2 separate regions of the Macaca mulatta genome follow, and region 2 is linked to region 1. The links are chromatin contacts, called in public Hi-C maps. All regions are on one chromosome and are shown on one strand. Each heading gives the region's core, a stretch centred on a gene start, on an enhancer-like site or on the middle of the called end of the contact. The rest is flanking DNA. Distances are from core to core; before and after follow the strand shown.

The links. A called contact is a pair of places that touch in the nucleus more often than the background predicts.
Region 2: a Hi-C map of fetal cortex germinal zone shows a contact between it and region 1, with 1.8 times the contacts expected there. The contact joins the promoter of SMIM12 here to the promoter of TMEM35B in region 1. A contact is called at or near these places in 3 of 14 Hi-C or Micro-C datasets (cortical neurons, fetal cortex germinal zone and liver).

The regions. Positions count from the first base shown.
Region 1 is chr1:205,862,146-205,866,434 of T2T-MMU8v2.0, reverse strand. It overlaps TMEM35B (transmembrane protein 35B), which reads right to left and starts at 2,279. Exons shown (of 3, transcript XM_001109303.5): 1 at 2,162-2,279; 2 at 735-915. The coding sequence starts at 2,269. It also overlaps a transcript of ZMYM6 not described here.
Region 2 is chr1:205,983,570-205,987,858 of T2T-MMU8v2.0, reverse strand. SMIM12 (small integral membrane protein 12) reads right to left here and starts at 2,418. Exons shown (of 2, transcript NM_001260616.2): 1 at 2,281-2,418.

The DNA.
Region 1 (4,289 bases), core at 1,030-3,529:
CCACCTCGGCCTCCCAAAGTGCTGGAATTACAGGCGTGAGCAACCGTGTCTGGCTCCTTCTCCTTTCTTAATCCTACATCTACTAAGATTAAGATGAAGGGAAGGACTAGCCCAGCGGCTGCTGGTTGGAGGTATGGGAAAGATCTGAAAATGAGAGAAGCTCCAGAGATGGAAGCAAGCCTGGTAGTGGTGGCAGCAACGGTAACAGATGCCAGGGCATACAGAAGAGCCTGAAGATATCTGGCCTTTGAAGCAACAGCTGTCTTTGTACATCAGCAGTTCCTGTGGGCAGAGCTACTGGTGGGGTGGGGGGGACTCCCTCGGGAAATTCTGTGCCTTCCTGTTCAAGGTTCTCCAGCTTCCCTGCTCTCTACACCAATCTGCCAGACACATACATCAAATGGCAGCTGCTCCTCCATCCCCTCATCCCAGAAGTGGGTGTGTGGAGGAAGGAGCAGAGGCACTGAGCTTGCAATACATCTTCACAAGGGAATACCATGCAGCCATTAGAATTGAGGAGGCAGAAGGTACACTTAACATGTGATAATGTTCTAGCATATTAAGTTTAAAAAGTACCTGTGCTAGTTTGAAGACCATGGAAACTGTGGTAGAGCAGGAAGTGCTCTTGATCCCAGAGAAAAAAGAAGGGTGGCAACAGTAAGGGGCAACAGCCAGGTCTTTCCATCATCCTCCCCCAGAAAACCCCATTTTCTCAGGCCAGTTGGCCCCCTTACCCATCATGAGCAGAATCAAGAACAAGTTACTGATCTCTTGCAGCATCGGTGGGCCCGTGGCCAGCAGCAGCCCAGCCAGCAGTTCCAGAAAGCCCACAGCTATTTGGTAGTTCAGGGGATCTGGCTGGTAGCCAAATACCTTCAGCGGGAACACCTCAGCAAACTGCACGAACAGGGCGTTCTAGGGGTGGCAAGGAATGCCTGTCAGCCTCATGCTCACCAAGGCTGAGCTCCCCAGATGCTCCATGGCATATATATGCCTGTGCCCTCAACTCCCCAGAGAAAAGAACTACTACTGTAGGTCAGGTCCAGGCCTGAGGTCAGCCTGGAGGGGAGAGGGCTGCCCTGTGGCGCTGAGCTTTGGAATCAGGAAACAGGCTCCATGTTCCAAGTGGTACAGAGATAGATTTTCTCACTAGACCTCTCGAGAGATTACAACCCAGGCCAAATCCCAGGAGGAGGGGGCTGGGCTTGGCTCCCTAGTGCCAAGGCCCGGGGAATGTCACAGTTTGCTTCTTTGTGCCTGGCCTGGTTTCTCTTAAGGCTGCTGTACAGGGAATATTTGGAGGTGGGGAGGAGTTAGGTGGGCTCAAAGTGACTCTTCTTGTCAAGGCAGGTCCACCCCTGAGCCAAATGGCAACTTCACCCTTACTTTCGGGGTTACTTTTTCCTGTTCCCACTCCTCAGCTCTACCTCCCCTCCTCAGCTCTGCTGGGCAGCAGCTCTAAGCTATCGTCTCTGGGGATGTATCCAGGCCTTGGAGAGAGATGCCAGCAGGGGTCTACAAGTCTAGCTCTTTTGAGGGACTGGGGAGATTGGTGAACAGGAAATGAAAGCTTTCCCGTGAGTCTGGAACTAGACAGAAGGCTGAAAGACGACTTCAGGGCCTCCCTCTCAGGCTTCCAGGAGAGGCTTCCCTTTCTGGGTTCCGAGTCCGGAGTGACTAGTTTGTGTCCTGCTTCCTGACTAGATGTGCAACCTTTAGCAGATATACTCGCCCTTCAGGGCGGGCTTCCTTCCCTGCAAAGCCAGGATTACTACACCCCAACCCCACGAACCTCCCGAAAACTGAAGCAAACGGCGAAAAGGGGGAAGACAGCGCGGAGTGAGCTCATTTTCCCGCTGCATCATCCTCTCCCAGGGTCCGGGGAGTGGGGAGGAGGGTCCTCCTAAGGCTGTAGATTTGCCTGGGGCCACCAATGCTCAGCAGGAAGGGGAGGTTCTGTTCCCTTCCGTCTAGGGAAGATCCAGAGAACTCGAGGAACTCCCCAGGAAGGACGTGCGCCTCAGTCGAAAGCCAGGCGCTTTCCCCCATGTCCAGCTGAGCCTCGGAAGCCCGAAGGCAGCCTGCCGGGCCGGCGGGAGCGGCGGGGCGGAGCACACGCCTCCGCGGGCCCGATCCCCGGCCGCCCGCCCGCGCCGCTCACCATCCGCTCCGAAACTGGAGCCGAGATCTCCTCCGAGAGCTTGGCCAACCCCACGAGCGCGAAGAAGCCGCCCAGCAGTACACGCAGCACCGACAGCAGAAGCTCCATGGCCGCGCTCCCCGCACCGTGGGTTGGCCCCGCCGAAAACCCGCCTCTGCCGCCGGCTCATTTCCTCCCTCCCTGGGGCGGCCGGAAGACTTGCCTGAGTTACCATCCCCCACCCTCCAGGGGGTCGCGAGGCTGCAGCACTGGAGCAGGGCGCCCCCATCCTACAGGTGAGGACCACTGGCTCGTAACTGACTAAACCGACACCTTTGGATTCAGGGAGTGTTTCCCAGCCAGTACGGAGTGCTGGCAGACATGCATGGGTGTCTGGGTGCGGCTCAGCTACCATCAAAAGACCCCGGGGCTTCGTTCCTGCCTGTGCCATAGTATCTGTGGGATCTGAGCTGTCACCCGACCCCAAAGGGTCTCGGTATCTGCATCTGTGTAGGGGGATAACTCAGTTCTCCAGAGTTTGTAACAGGCCTAGCACAGTGCCTGCACATGTAAGAGCTCAGAAAGTTATTTGTAAATTAGTAAATTAATTTATAAAATTATAAGTAATAAATCAAAAACCATTAATTATTAAATAAGTCTCTTTTCTATCTTTGCCTGAGGTGTCTTTTCCCTCTAATTTATCTCAGCTGAGACTGAAATGTGAAAGGTGTTTGAAAATTAAGATACTTGCAGCCATGGATAGAGAGACTTTCACTGAACCAAGCCCTACAGTCCACTCCTAGCCCATTTGCTCTTACCTGGAAATCTGTCTAAAGCTGGGATGGGCAAACCATGGGCCAAATTTGCCCAGCTGTCTGATTTTTTTCCATGCTTCTCCCCTTCCCCCAAGCTAATAATGTTTGTTTACATTTTTATGATAAAAACTTTTTAAGGCCGGGCGCGGTGGCTCAAGCCTGTAATCCCAGCACTTTGGGAGGCCGAGACGGGCGGATCACAAGGTCAGGAGATCGAGACCATCCTGGCTAACACGGTGAAACCCCGTCTCTACTAAAAAAATACAAAAAACTAGCCGGGCAAGGTGGCGGGCGCCTGTAGTCCCAGCTACTCAGGAGGCTGAGGCAGGAGAATGGCGTAAACCCGGGAGGCGGAGCTTGCAGTGAGCTGAGATCCGGCCACTGCACTCCAGCCTGGGTGATAGAGCGAGACTCAGTCTCAAAAAAAAAAAAACTTTTTAAAGAAGCTTGTGTGACATAGGAAAATTATATGAAATTCCTATTTCAGTGCTCACGAATAAGTTTTATTTAAACACAGCCACACTCATCTGCATATTGTCTGTGGCTGCTTTTGCACTGCAACTGCAGAATTGAGTAGCTGTGACAGTATGGCCTGCAAAGCTGAAAATATTTACTATCTGGCTCTTTATTTAAAAAGTTTGCTAAGCTCTGGTATATTAGGCCAGAAAGCCCCCAAGCAGGGGTCTCAAACCCCCCTACTGCTTCCATTTACAGTTACCCAAGCTGCTTAGATCTGTCTTTTTCCAGCTGGGCATAGTGGCTCATACTTGTAATCCCAGCACTTTGGGAGGCTGAGGCAGGTGGATCACTTAAGGTCAGGAGTTCGAGACCAGCCTGACCAACATGGTAAAACCCCATCTCTACTAGAAAAATACAACAGACAGGTGTAATGGCACATGCCTTGTAACCCCAGCTACCCAGAAGGCCAAGGCAGAACTGTTTGAACCCAGAAGGCAGAGGTTCCAGTGAGCCGAGATCACGCCATTGCACTCCAGCCTGGGCAACAAGAGCAAAACTCCATCTCAAAAAAAAGAAAAAAAAAAAAAGATCCATCTTTTCCACCTACTCACAACCTTGCTGGGGTAAGTAGCTGGTTGGCTGGAAGACTGAAATGTTCCACTCGCTTCTAAAGGCCAAGCTGTTTCAACATTCAGGTTGTGCTGTTACATTATAAACTGGGCCTCTCATTACCTTCAGTCTTTGTCACTAATCCAAATTTAATGAAATAACTAAATTTTCTACCCTGGATTATAATTATACACAATTACTTATAAAAATCATAATTATTAAATTCCTCAACAAAAAGGGAAAAATTATTAAAACATTTAATCACT
Region 2 (4,289 bases), core at 1,169-3,668, 120 kb before region 1:
CACAGTTATAATAACACAGCTACCATGTATTGAGCGCTTATTACATGCTAGGCCTTGGGCTAGCCACATCGTATGCACTCTCTCTTAATCCTCATGTCCACCACGTAAGCTAGATACATAACCCACTATCAGAGGGTTAAGAGACTTGCCCAAAAGTATCCACTAAAAGATCTTTCTGTTTATGCCCCTGTAGGTACTTCTCCAACACTGCTATCTCTGATCTAAAGTGAACAATCAAAACCTCACCAAGGATAAGATGATTCTCCCCCTCTCTCTTTGGTTCCCAATTCTCTTTGAAGGAATCCCATTGTTCTCTGGACGTTAACACTATAAGGCAGCGGTCCGCAACCTATATTTGGCACCAGGGACCAGTTTCGTGGAAGACAATTTTTCCACAGATGGGGTTTGGAGAGGGATGGTTTCGGGATGAAACTGTTCCAGCTCAGATCATCAGGCATTAGATTCTCATAAGGAGCACACACCCGGATTCCTCGCATGCGCAGTTCACAATAGGGTTTGCACTCCTGTAGGAATCTAATGCCGCTGCTGATCTATCAGGTGGAGCTCAGGCGGTAATGCTTCCCAGCTGGCCCACCACTCACCTCCTGCTGTGCAGCCCAGTTCCTAATGGGCTGAAAACCACCACCGGTCTGTGGCCCAGGAGGTTGAGGATCCCCCCAGTAAGGGAGCATCATGAAATTAAAAATAATAAACAAAATAAAAAAATAAATAAAACTGCAGCATCTCCAAGACTCCCCTCCTTATTGTCTTAGCACCAGGCACTATGATGACAATTTACACACAAACTATCACCTGATCCTCATAACACCTCTATGATGTAGGAATGATTAGCCCAGGCTCTTGTTGACACAAAGGCTCACAGACATTATGTTAACTTACCCAAAATCACCAGAAGTGATAGAGCCACTGATTTTGAACCCAGGCCTCTCCAACTTCAAAGTCTACACTCTTTCTAGAGGGAAGAACACACTGCAGAGGTATACGATTTCTGTTCAAATCCTGGATTTGGAGAGAGCTTCCTACAGTTCTTTTCCCATCAGCCTGGCATTTCATTACCTAGAAGAGCTTCCCCTTTCCCAAACCCTGAGATTATACTCAGGGATTTGTGAAATTCAGAGATATAACAATAGTTCAAAGAGGCACCTCTGAAGAATCCCAAACCTAATACTTCTTCATTTTCCTTCCACCTTTAAAGCAAGTCCTCTGTAGAAGTAAATGCTTCCCTAAATAGCAACTGTCCAGACTTTCAAATCTGTCTTAAAACATATCGAGCCTGAGTTCACAACGATCTCTCACATGCAGCATAAAGTCTCTCTCTACCGTCCTGCTCACATTCTAATCATTCCCAAATAAGTCACTTCATTCCTTTATTCAACACTTATAACCACTTGCGCTGTGTCAGGCACGGTGCTGGCTTACCCTGTTTGCATTTCTCAAGACACTTTAAGCTCCAAAAGGCTAAGCACCATGTCCGTCTGGCCCCATTGTGCCCTATCCATCCAGGCACCTCTCCCACCCTGCCTGGCAGAGTGCCCAAAAAAGGCCTGCTGAACGAATGAATGACAGCCCAAACAACTCCCTAGTGTAAAATCACAACATTCTCCACCCACTCTCCTCCAGAAGGTGGCAGGAACATAACAGAAGCCTTTGCTGATTACAGAAACCTAAAGACTCCATCATAGTCATCCCCAGACAAGGTATCACAATGAAAGAGGCAAAAGTGTCTGAAAAACACTGTGACGCATATTTCCAGCCCGGCACGGAGGACGTCTGCCAAAAGCATCCGGTAAAAGTCAACTGAGTTGCTGGGAAACCTGCCCCAGTGCGGGGGCCCGGAGGCCCAACGAGGCCAGAAGCCGTAGTCCCAAATTCAAGAACTGCTAACAAGGACAGAGGAGGCCTGAGAAGGTGAAAGAATTAAACCTGACAGTCACTCAAGCGCAGTCCAGGAATGGGAGCGCAAGTGAGGTCAGGGTCCATCCAAATGGCTACCCTTCTCCCTTCTGTGGGGCTCCCGGTCCACTGCCCCTAGCCCACCTCATTTGTGGCCTCATCAACGTCCGTCCTCACTGAGGTGCCGATAAGCCCTGTCTGCGGAGGGCTACTTGGGCTCCCAGACTGGGCACCAGAGCACCCACCAGAGAAGGGGGCTGGCAGGTCTGGCCGGGACCGGGGTGGACCCCAGCGATCACTCCTCCCGTAACTCAGAGGTTACGGGCCTGGACTGACCGGACCTGCTCGCCCGGACCGCGCGCTCACCTGCGGCCCAGCCCACACTCCCCAGTGTGGCCCCCGCTCTCCGCCCGCTCGCCGGGAGCACGGAAGTCGCCGCTCCCAGCGGCCCGCGGGACCTTGCCCTGTGACCCTGCCCACTAGCCGCCGGCTCTCGGAGCGCAGGGATTGGCTGAACTTTAGCCAAAGGAGGGAAGGAAGCTAGGCGTCCGCAACCGGGCCCCACTGCGCTGAAATGGACGTCGCGCCCCCTGGTGGCCTGGAGGTTTCTCAGTGCTGTCGCCACGTGCTTTCTACGTGGAAAAAGTGAAAGATCGATCATCCAGTCATCTTTTTCAACTGATGTTTATTAGGTGTCTTCTAAGACCTAGGTCTTGGCACGCAAAAACAAAAGACATGATCCCTGACCTCAAGAAGCTCTTCTTAGGAAAGTATAATTTAGTGCTTTAAGACCTCTTGGGATCCAGGCTAGCTTTCTAGTGACCCTGGGAACATTATTAACCTGTCTGAGGCTCCCTTCCCCTTCTGTGTAGAGGTAATAACACCCATTTCGCAGGGATGGTGTGAGGGTTGGATGAGACAATATTTGTAAAGTACTGTGGCAGGCACACAGCCAGCAGGGAAATAAATGTGGCTAGTGTTAGTGTAAAAATAATTGAAATATAGTAAAACCTAAGTCTTGCATGACCTCTTGGGTACAAGTATTCACTTCCTCCTCTGTGTCCCCACTGTACCCTATACAGACATCAATTTTATCATATACAGAAAAGTCCCAAAGCTCAAACTTCTTAACGCTCCCACAAGGCCCTTCCCACCTTCATCCCACTAATCTCAGCCTGCATATTTATTTTGCTCGCACATACAAAACCCAGCAGACCACGCTGTTTCACACCCAGTGAATTACTGATGCTTTTTCATCTACCTAGAGTGTCCTTCCCACCTTTTTTTTTTCTTTCTTTTTAGTTTCACTCTTGTTGCTCAGGCTGGAGTGCAATGGCACGATCTCGGCTCACCGCAACCTCCGCCTCCCAGGTTCAAGTGATTCTCTCCTGCCTCAGCCTCCCGAGTAGCTGGGGTCACAGGCATGCACCACCACGCCCGGCTAATTTTGTATTTTTAATAGAGAAGGGGTTTTTCCATGTTGGTCAAGCTGGTCTCGAACTCCCCACCTCAGGTAATCCGCCTGCCTCAGCCTCCCAAAGTGCTGGGATTACAGACGTCAGCCACTGCGCCCAGCCGGTTTTTTTTTGTTTTTGTTTTTGTTTTTTTTTTTTTAAACAAGATCTCGCTCAGTCACCTAGGCTGCAGTGCAGTGGCACAATCATAGCTTACTGCAGCCTCGACCTCCTGGGCTCAAGTGATCCTCCCACTTCAGCCCTCCGAGCAGCTGGGACCACAGATGCACACCACCAGGCCTGGCTAATTTTTGTACTTTTTGTAGAGACTGGGTTTCACCATGTTGCTCAGGCTGGTCTCAAACTCCTGAGCTCAAGCAATCTGCCCGCCTCAGCCTCCCAAAGTGCTGGGATTACAGGCATGAGCCACCGTGCCTGGCCATGCAGTGCCCTTCCCGCCTTTCTTTACTATGCCAAATTGTGCTCTGGCACAATTTTCAAACTTCAGGGACACCTCCAGAGAAAGCCTCATACACAGACTGCTTACCATGTTAGGCACCCTTCCCCTATTATCTCAAAAGCTCAAAGCTAAGTTCTGGCAGTTAAGATGGAGAAAGGGGAACAGTGTTGTAGGGACCAAGGTTCACTGAAAATCAACTGACAAAAGGCAGATTAATAGGAGAAAAGACATACAAAATTTTATTTTAACGTGCATAGCACGGGGTGGGGGGTGAGGGGGCGGGAAGGGAAGGGTCACAGGAGAATGATTACCCAATAACCCAATGGGGTACAGAAGCTTATACACCCTTTTTCAAAGGGGAAGGGGAGAGATGGAGAATATAGACAATTCTTTTGAGGGAAGCACGTGATTCTGAGGGCGAAAAAATGGACAGAAATTAACTTGAAAATGATTCTCTTTAG